2 separate regions of the Zea mays genome follow, and region 1 is linked to region 2. The links are chromatin contacts, called in public Hi-C maps. All regions are on one chromosome and are shown on one strand. Each heading gives the region's core, a stretch centred on a gene start, on an enhancer-like site or on the middle of the called end of the contact. The rest is flanking DNA. Distances are from core to core; before and after follow the strand shown. Region 1 holds the start of LOC100502222. Region 2 holds the start of LOC103647243 (protein LONGIFOLIA 1).

Region 1 (4,446 bases), core at 591-3,090, 270 kb before region 2:
GGGCATGCATGCATTCGGTCTGCAGCCAGCAGCGGTCTTTAATTAATTAGTTTTTCGTGGAGTTGTTGCGTAGGACAGGAGTAGAGCGGTTGTCATCAACGGAACAGACAGACATGCTGAATCATAAAGAAAAACACCACACTTCATCGTCATCGACGGCTGGGACAAGCAGCCAGTTAGCTGTCACTCACTCAACTCTGCCGCGGCTTCTGCCAACGGCCGGCTAGCTACCCTGTCTGCCAGCCATCATGGCCATATATTTTCTCTTCGTCCTTTCCTTGCCCATCCATCCATCCATCCATACCATACCATCTAGAAGTACTGAAGTAGCTCAGCAGTGATCCACAACTACCAAAAAAAAAAGAGCTCCTCAGCTCCCAGGCAGACCATTCTAGTGTTGTCCGTACGGTTCTGTGTGTACGGTGGTCAGTGGGTGTTAGGACACACTAAACTAAGATTTAATCCATATTTTTAAAACTTACTATCTAGGAAATAAAATCCCAACATCTAGCCTAATAATCTAAGAACGACCAAATTTCTGAGCCCGCCAATCGAAGAGACCCCTTTATCTTAGTGGTCCAATTTTGCACTCGAAACCAAAAGGCAAATTTGCACGAGCCAAGAAACACGAGTGAGTCCTCTCTCTTCTCCCTGATCCATCTTCTCGATCCCTTTTTGTGCTGTCTCCTGTACAAGAACAGCATGACGATATCGGAGGTCTCGCCGTCCGTCCGTCTCTCTGGTACTGTAGTCTAAACTCTACTGGTTACTGAGTACCACCAGCAGGCAGCACAGCAGCAAGCATGGAACGAAGGCCTCTGCTCTGCTGATTAACAAAGGAATCTGGGATCGGTCGGCGATTCGTTGTCTTGGTCTTGGACCCCTGCCGCTGAAACTAGTCGATCTCGGCCATGCCCATCACGGCGTGTGCGTCGAAGCCCGACCCGGACATGTAGTTCCGGACCTCGATCCGGATCATCTCCTGCATCATCAACAGGAACTCCGCGCTCAACGGCGAGCTTGCTTGTGCTTGAGGTGTTGGCGGCGGCGGCGGGGATGGTTCGGGCTGCTGGTCCAGCCCTGGCAGGGAGAGGGACAACGACAAGGAGGTTGCTGGAGGAGCCTGCGGAGAAGGCGGCGCCACCGGGAGCAGGACCACGCCGCCCGCGCGCGGCACGGGGCGGTAGTACACGTGTTGTAGCTGCTGCTGGGAGGTGACGGCGGTAGAAGCGGCTGACGGCATCACGGTGGGAAGGCTCTGGTGGCTGGAGTCGCTGAGGTCGGACCCGGACGGGCTTCCGGGGGGCCCGTCGCTGCTGGTGCGCTTGAGCGAGCGCTGGTCGCCGGGGCCGGGGCGCGCATCGGCGTAGTACTCGCGCTTGCGCTCGCGCTCGCGCTTGAGCGTGGAGTTCCAGTGGTTCTTGATGGCGTTGTCCGTGCGTCCGGAGAGGAGGCGCGCGATGGTGGCCCACTTGTTGCCGAACCTGGCGTGCGCGCGGAGGATGGCGTCGTCCTCGTCGGGCGTGAAGGGGCGGTGCTCCACCCGCGGCGACAGCTGGTTGCACCACCGGAGGCGGCACGACTTGCCGGACCGGCCCGGGACGGAGCGGCTGATGAGGGACCAGTTGCGCGCGCCGTGGCGGCGCACGAGGCGCTGCAGGGCCTCGTCCTCCTCGGGGCTCCAGGGGCCCTTGATCCGGTCCACGCCGGCCTTGCCGCCGCCGCTGCCGGACGGGGAAGGCGACGCCGCCATGTTTTACTCAGAAACTGGTTCTTTAGTACTACTGGGGCGTGTACTGGTCGATCCGGATGAGATGCCAAGGATGTGGTGGAAGAGAAGGAAGAAGATGAGACGATCGGAGAGAGGTGGAGTCGGGAGTGAAGGTTGCAGACAGGCAGGGGGAGGAGGATATATAAACAGAAAAGAGGGAGACGAGACGACAGACAGATGGGAACTGGGAAGGGAAGGGAGGACTCCACCGCTCCAGCCGGTGGGAGGTCACCGCCTCACCGGAGCGGTGCGGAGCCGAGGTGCACCGTGCACAGGACAGGATCACAGGAATGCGTGCGTGCGTGGTGTGGTTTCAGATGGGCGGGCAGGAAGGCAGGTGGCAGACGCAGTTGGGGGTGGATTGGGTACAGCTAGGGATGAAAGTAGTAATTCGAACTGTTAGGATAAATTTAATATTTTAAAATAGATATGTATAAAATTTGATATTGATCTTTTTTTTATGTTATCAAGCACATTAGTACAAATACGAATAAAATATTATATAAATTGTTTTATGTTTTATTTGCTCCCTGCAACACAAAAAGTTGAAAAAATTATCGAAGTTATTTCCGAATCCATACCGAAGTTTATATCTATTATTTAAAAAAATATATGATGAATTTGAGGTTTACCTTTTATGAATTTTTAGAAGCTGAATGTTAAAAACAAGAATACAAATTTGTATTATAGATTGTATATCCTATTTATTCGCAATCAAAGAAAAACGACTAAAAACTGATTACCGAATAAATACCGTTTCCGACCGTTTTCATCCCTAGGTACAGCTGGCTACGGGGACACGCGTCCGCACGGCAGCCCGCTCACGAACCCCACCAACTGACCCATCCGTCCGTTGGTCGCTTGCGTGCTGCCGTTACGGCCGTGGGTGGGCTCACAAGAAAAAGAAAAGAATCCGGGACGAAAAAATCTCTGGGGGCTGGGTGGTGGTTGGCTTTGCGTTTAGTTTGGCAGGGACGTGGACTCGGAGAGCTGTCGCCTGTCGGTGTGGTCCGGACCGGCTAATCGGCTTTCTGTCCGAACGGCCATGGATGGCCCCTGCGCCGGAATATGTTTTTTTTTCTTTTTCTAAAATGGAATTAGGTGCTAAAGTGTCTATAGACTAGTCACTAGAACAATCTTCACGTTGCGGATTCGTCTGCCCTTATAAACGACCCAGTCGTCTATGGTAACTTCATTAACATTGAAATTTTGTCTTTAAAAATGCTAGTTGGGGTAGAGTTTGTGCGCATGTATTTTTAGTGATGGGTGTATACGTTTATTATAAGCGTGTGTGAGTTGTAGCGCGTAATTCTAAATCCGGGTGTTGCGATTAACGCATGTTTGGAAGTGCAATATTTATTTTTTTAATAGTTTTCCATACAATACCATGGTTTTATAGGAATGTACTAAAGTATTTTATATAACATGAGGTATTTGGTTGCTTCTCTAACCACTATGTTTTCAAAACCACGGTATTCAGAATACCTTGGTATTTTTTTGAGTAGTGGAAATTCCACTCCAATCTAAAGTTTTTATGACATGCTAGTCTAGATTTTGAACTAAACAATGTGGTTTACAACACTTTATCCAAACTGTCGGCACCCATAACTTTTGACTAAATAAGTGCCCCCTGTTTTGGGGTTTAATTGTAGATTTGCCCCTACTTTTTTGACTTTGCATGTTTGGCCTTGTTTTTTTTTAAAAAACTAATGTATACCCCTACTGCATTGGTTTTACTTGACGATGGTAAAGTCTGATAAAAAGAAAATTATACCCTTTCATCATTTGGATAAAGAATTAGCAATATTATATATATATATATATATATATATATATATATATATATATATATATAGCTATGAGAACAATTCAAATTATTTTGCAATAAATTGAATTATTTTTAAAATGAAAAAAAGTTGTTAGTAATTCAACTATATTGTCGAACATATTAGTAACATAACACCCACACCATATTAAGTATAATAATTATTTTGCAATAGTTTGTATATGTAACGAGTGGTACTACTACAAGGTAAAGGTTGATGTCCTTAGAGCCTGTTTGGATTCTTGTGGCAAAAACAATTTGCTTGCTAATTATAGCACATTGGCCTTCAAAATAGGCTAGTTATATAACTTGGCTAATTATTAGCAGGAGGGATGGCAAACTGTTTGCCTATTATCTATTTGAACTTGCTAATATGTGCTAATAGATTGTATAAAGAAAAAAAAAGACATCTATTAGTCAAGACTCCAAACATATCCTGACTAACTGTTGCTAGCTAATTATTTATCGGCTAATTATTAGTCACTGACATACAGTTAGACAGGACGATCCAAACAGGATCTTAGTCGTTCAGTATCAATTAGAAATCCGGTGATGTAACCGGTTCGAATACCATGTCCTACCTACAGCCAGTGATCGTTGGACTCAGGTGAGGTGCATGCATGCGTGCTCCGCTCATGATTTCGGAGCGGCCAGCGTTGCGCATGCAGACGTGTCCCCGTCCCAGACTCCCAGTCCCTGTGTGGCAGACGACTCAACGGCCACAGTTGGTTGCACTACCCGCCAGCCGCCACGCCAGGTAGTTGTCACCGCGCCGTCCGTCATTCTCTTGTTACACGCAACGCAACGCACCATCATCCTTTTTCATTAGTGCTGGCTTCACACACCTTTC
Region 2 (4,574 bases), core at 1,536-4,035:
CAGTGACAACCTTGGTACCTCCCTCAGTTTTGATGCAGCCTCCTTCCCATCGTATGAGAACCGAGGAGCATCATATGAAAGTCTTGCATGATGGACAGATTCAGCAGGAGTCCATGAGGCTTCCCTGAGCTTGGCTAGCACTCGAAGCGATTCATTGATGTCCACGAGACCCTTGCTTTTTTCTTGTGTGCTGTCACGGGGAGGCCCATTCAATTCCCTAGGTTGATCTCCACAGTTGGATGGGTGATCTGTTACTTCTTTAGTGCAAATTCTGACTGACAATTCACGGCTATCCATATAGATTGAATCCTTCACAAGATTTCTTATACCAAGAGTTGGCAGGCTGGATTGAACTATGGGCATGTCCTTGGACTTCGTAGGCGCGTCATCAGGGTAGTCGAGCCCGGTGTCACTGTCAAAATAACTCTTGAGCTTCGGCGAGCTCTTGAACGGCCTCTCTGGAAATAGCATTCGGTCAGTGGATGATAGGTCCTGTTGTGTTGATTTGTTGTCATCAACGGACGAGAATGACGAAGAGGGTGACGATGAATATGAGGTTTGAGACAGTTCTGTTGCTGGTGCTCTTTGGCTATCAGCCCATGTTTTACTCGAGTTCTCCTGAATACAGTTTGCAGTAACTCAAGTCAGGATTTGGGTGTCAGTATAAAACATGTATAACTACTCTACTGTCGATAAAATTCAGAAACTTACCAGCACAATCTGGGGTGAATATCTTGTGCAATCGCCCTCTTTGCTTGGGTTACTGGATACTGCATGGCCTGCTGCAAGAAGTGAATCATTGTCAATGCTGAACCGGGCAAGAGAAGAGCATGCCTTTCTGCTTTCTTGTAGCAAAACTAGAAAAGGACAACATTGCAAAATCATATTACCTCCGTTCTCGAATATTTGTCGCCCGCTAGTTCATTATTGAACTAAAATACGACAAATAAAAAGAACGGAGTGAGCAAGCCAGGGACAATCTTGCAAGGAACCTGATAATAGAGAGAGAGAAAACAAAGTAACAGCATCTAAAGTTGAAAAGGCACAGAAACATTTTTTCTTTTGATCCAATGGACTACTCTGCGTACAGCTCTTATTCCTTTCAGTCAAGGACATTTTTCTTATCTGAAAAAAGGTTCCAAATTTGCAAGGACTGGTTTTTGTCGGTGGCTGATTTGGAGATAGTAAATGGGGCTGTGAAAGGACGGTTCTTGGTGTATCATGAGCAAGCACCTTTTCGTCCAAAAAAAACAGGCAGGTCATCATCAGTTTAAACCAAAACAACCAACACTCTGACCGGAAAAAGTGGTAACTCATCAGTTACCAATAATCCCCAACACACAAGTCTGGAGCATGAATCTGCAGGGACTTAAACCTGCGGAGCACTTGGGTACAGGCTGTTTTCCATACTAAAATAAAAAATACAACCTGATCTAATCTAATATGTGTCTTCAAAAAGCTGAGTCCTTTATTGGGCACATCCCAAGTAAAAGATACCAGGCAAAGAGATGGGGTAGAAATAGACGGCATAGATCACGGCTGGAAGCACGGAGAAGCAAGAATGGCTACACACACACACTGAAGCAGGGCACAGCCGCACAGGGGATCTCCAACCTCGCAAGAGAAGAGAAAGCAGAGAGTGAGGAAGCGGGACCTGTTGGGGGAAGCAGCCTCTTGTGGGAGGAGGAGGCGAGAGGGTGGCGGCGGTCGAAGGCCTGCAAGATCCCGGTGACGCAGCCCACCTGGCGGTGGAGGTCCTGGCGCCTGTCCTCCGCCAACGCCCCCGGGCCGAGGTACTTGGCCGGCATCCTCCGGCTTCCCCTTCCCACTCTCGTGGAAAGACGAAATAGGAGGCGCAAGCGCAAGGGAACCCGGAAATGCAGGAGGCTGCCCTCCTCTGCAGCAGGTCAGGAAGAAGAGGAAGGTGTCATCTGTGGCTGCCCCGCCGCATTTCTCGGAGGAGTTCCGGGGTGGGGCTCGCCGGAGAGGGAACGCTCGTGCCTCCCTGAGGGTGGGTGAGCATCAACCAAGGAGGCCACAGCCACCGGACCGCTGCTGCCTCTCTCACTCTCGGTCACTGTCCAGCACTCCAGCTCCAGCTTCAGCCCTTCCAGGTTCCAGCTAGCGGGATGGGAGGATTTCCGGTGCCTTCTCCTCCTTCCTTCCGTGTCTGACTTGTTCCTACTGGATGGAAGTGGAGGCAGCCTTGTGACTTGTGTGAGGAAGATTACAGAAAGCGAGGACAGAGCGGGGTCGGCATCGCACTGCTGCACGCCTGCACCTGCATATGACCTTGCCTTCTTTTTTTTTCTAACCCGATCTGAAAAATAAAATATTGGGGTGCTTGGAGATTAAGGTGAGGTGACAAGTCATGCTCCTGATAGCTGCACCTGCAGTTACAGAAGGAAGGTGGGGGCGTGGGGAAGACTTTAGACTTGACAGGCAAAATATGATGGTTGGACGCGCTGGCACTGCCATGGCCTACTCTTGTGCTTGCTGGGACCAAACCAAACCACACCAGGACAAGCCATTGCAAGCTTCTCTCTTTCTCTCCTCCTGTCCTCTCAGCAGCACCCCCATGTGCGCCATCTCTGTCCATCTCTCGGCACGCGTGTACGTGTATACCACTATACCCCCACCGATTTGGCATCTGGTGGCGAGAGCTGTGGAGACGGCAACCAAGACCTGTGAACAATTGGTTTGTTGCCTTGTTGGGAAGAAAAATCCCTGGTGTTTCCTGATAGTCAGGAAAAGCTAACTGGCGGCGGGATTTGCTGTCAATTTGGACTACTGTGTTGTTTCATTTCAGTGCTGCACTGCACTGCATTATCTTGTAAATTTTGATGCGCGGGGGCACCGAACGAGCAGGGAGCTGCCACTAACGGATTAACCAACAGTGCATTCATGGTGTCCATCTATGAGGCTATCTACGGCACCTTATCTATCATTATACTCATATTTAAACTTCAATCTACGAACATTGTAGTTTACAGTGCAGAATAATATAAAATAATATTTTTGGATAAATTTTGGGTAAACTACTGCAGACGGCCTAAAGAGAAGACCATACGTCCACACCACAGTACAGTACCAAGTCGTGCCAACCGATGACATTTTCTTCCCAACCCGTGATGGCGAACCTCATCGATCACCATTGTTCCCTAAACTTGAACTCAATAATGGGACTGTTGAGCAGAAAAAAAAGTCTGTGCGGACGGTCTGGTCCTGAGGCCAGACGGTTCGCTGTTCAGACTGTATGTCGTAACGACACAGACTGTCCGTGCGTGCGCAGAATCAGTTAGGGTTCTGGATTTCTTGCGGTATTTCTTAACTTAAAAACCGACTTATAACATGTCCAGACCTCCTCCTTTATATAGATGAAGGGTTAAGGCCGATTGAACCCTCCACAATCGATACACTCAACTCTAATTATTGTTTTTATCTTATGTATTATTAGGAGTAGCTCTAGTTTAGCCCTAGTTTAGCCTTCATATACCTCAAATCTCTATCTCTCTTCGGCTCTACATCGACCAAGGACATCTTAGGTGGCCTGTCGACACCAAGACACCCTAGGATCTCTCCACCCGACGAGGTCCCTCCCGGGAGGCGAGATCTTGGTCTGCTGCAAAGAAGACGATGCTCTGCGTCGTCGTGGATCGTCCGAGCCCCAGGCGCGGACCGTCCGGACGTACACAGAGGAAAGAGGAGGAGACGTTCCTGCGCCCAGATCACGAATCGCTCAGCCCTGTTGCGAGGACCGTCTGCGCCTCCGTAGAAAGCATCGTCAGGCGGTTCGTTCTAGTGTTTGGCGTCCAGATCGGCGCCAACACACTTTTTGGCAACTCCGCTGGAGACCAGATGTCTAGATCTACTAAAAATCAGGCCCTCAAATGGGCCGGTTCTAAAGATCACACCGATATCTTCCCGTATGAGCGAAGCCAGCTTAAAAACCATCCTGGTGCACACTCTATCCAACACAAAGGAAACCATACAATTTAAAAGGAAATACATAACAAATTTAGGACAGATATTGACAAAAATTTATTTTACTCTGGTGCCTATGCACTAGGGAGAGTCAACGTGGCTTCGCTACTATCTTCCCGAACAATATTCTGAAGATGGCCGTTGAAAGTCTAACGGCCGATGGACAACAACAATACAAAGACTACATGCGTCAAACGAAGGAGAAATTTTTATCGCAATACACAATAGATCACACAGCTTTCATGGCGCAATGGATTCCTGGTTGCAGCAGACGCTTGAGCGTGGAGAGCGGGCTCTGTGCTTGAGTATCAGACTGAATTTGAACGACTGGCATAAGGGCATGGTGCAAGGATCCTTCGGATCAAGTGCTGATGAACTCAAGTCAACTGAGTCTAGGCGATATAAAGCAGTGATGGAATCTGAGGAGGACAAGTAAGTAAGCAAACCAGCCCATGATCGAGTGAAACATGTGTTGTCACCAATTCCTGGTCACCGGCCCATTTTTAGGTCAGGAACCAATCCCGGAAGCAGCTCATTCCAGGCCAAGGATTGAGGGAAGGAGACTGAAATCAGGTGGCGTCTCTTAACAG

The links. A called contact is a pair of places that touch in the nucleus more often than the background predicts.
Region 1: a contact with region 2 is called in a Hi-C map of tassel, with 3 times the contacts expected there. The contact joins the promoter of LOC100502222 here to the promoter of LOC103647243 in region 2. A contact is called at or near these places in 5 of 25 Hi-C or Micro-C datasets (ear, endosperm, leaf and 1 more).

What each region holds. Positions count from the first base shown.
Region 1 is chr2:168,272,298-168,276,743 of Zm-B73-REFERENCE-NAM-5.0, reverse strand. LOC100502222 reads right to left here and starts at 1,840. Exons shown (of 1, transcript NM_001196699.1): 1 at 617-1,840. The coding sequence starts at 1,753. The coding sequence ends at 896.
Region 2 is chr2:168,001,249-168,005,822 of Zm-B73-REFERENCE-NAM-5.0, reverse strand. It overlaps LOC103647243 (protein LONGIFOLIA 1), which reads right to left and starts at 2,785. Exons shown (of 5, transcript XM_020548456.2): 1 at 891-2,785; 2 at 712-782; 3 at 1-618. The coding sequence starts at 471.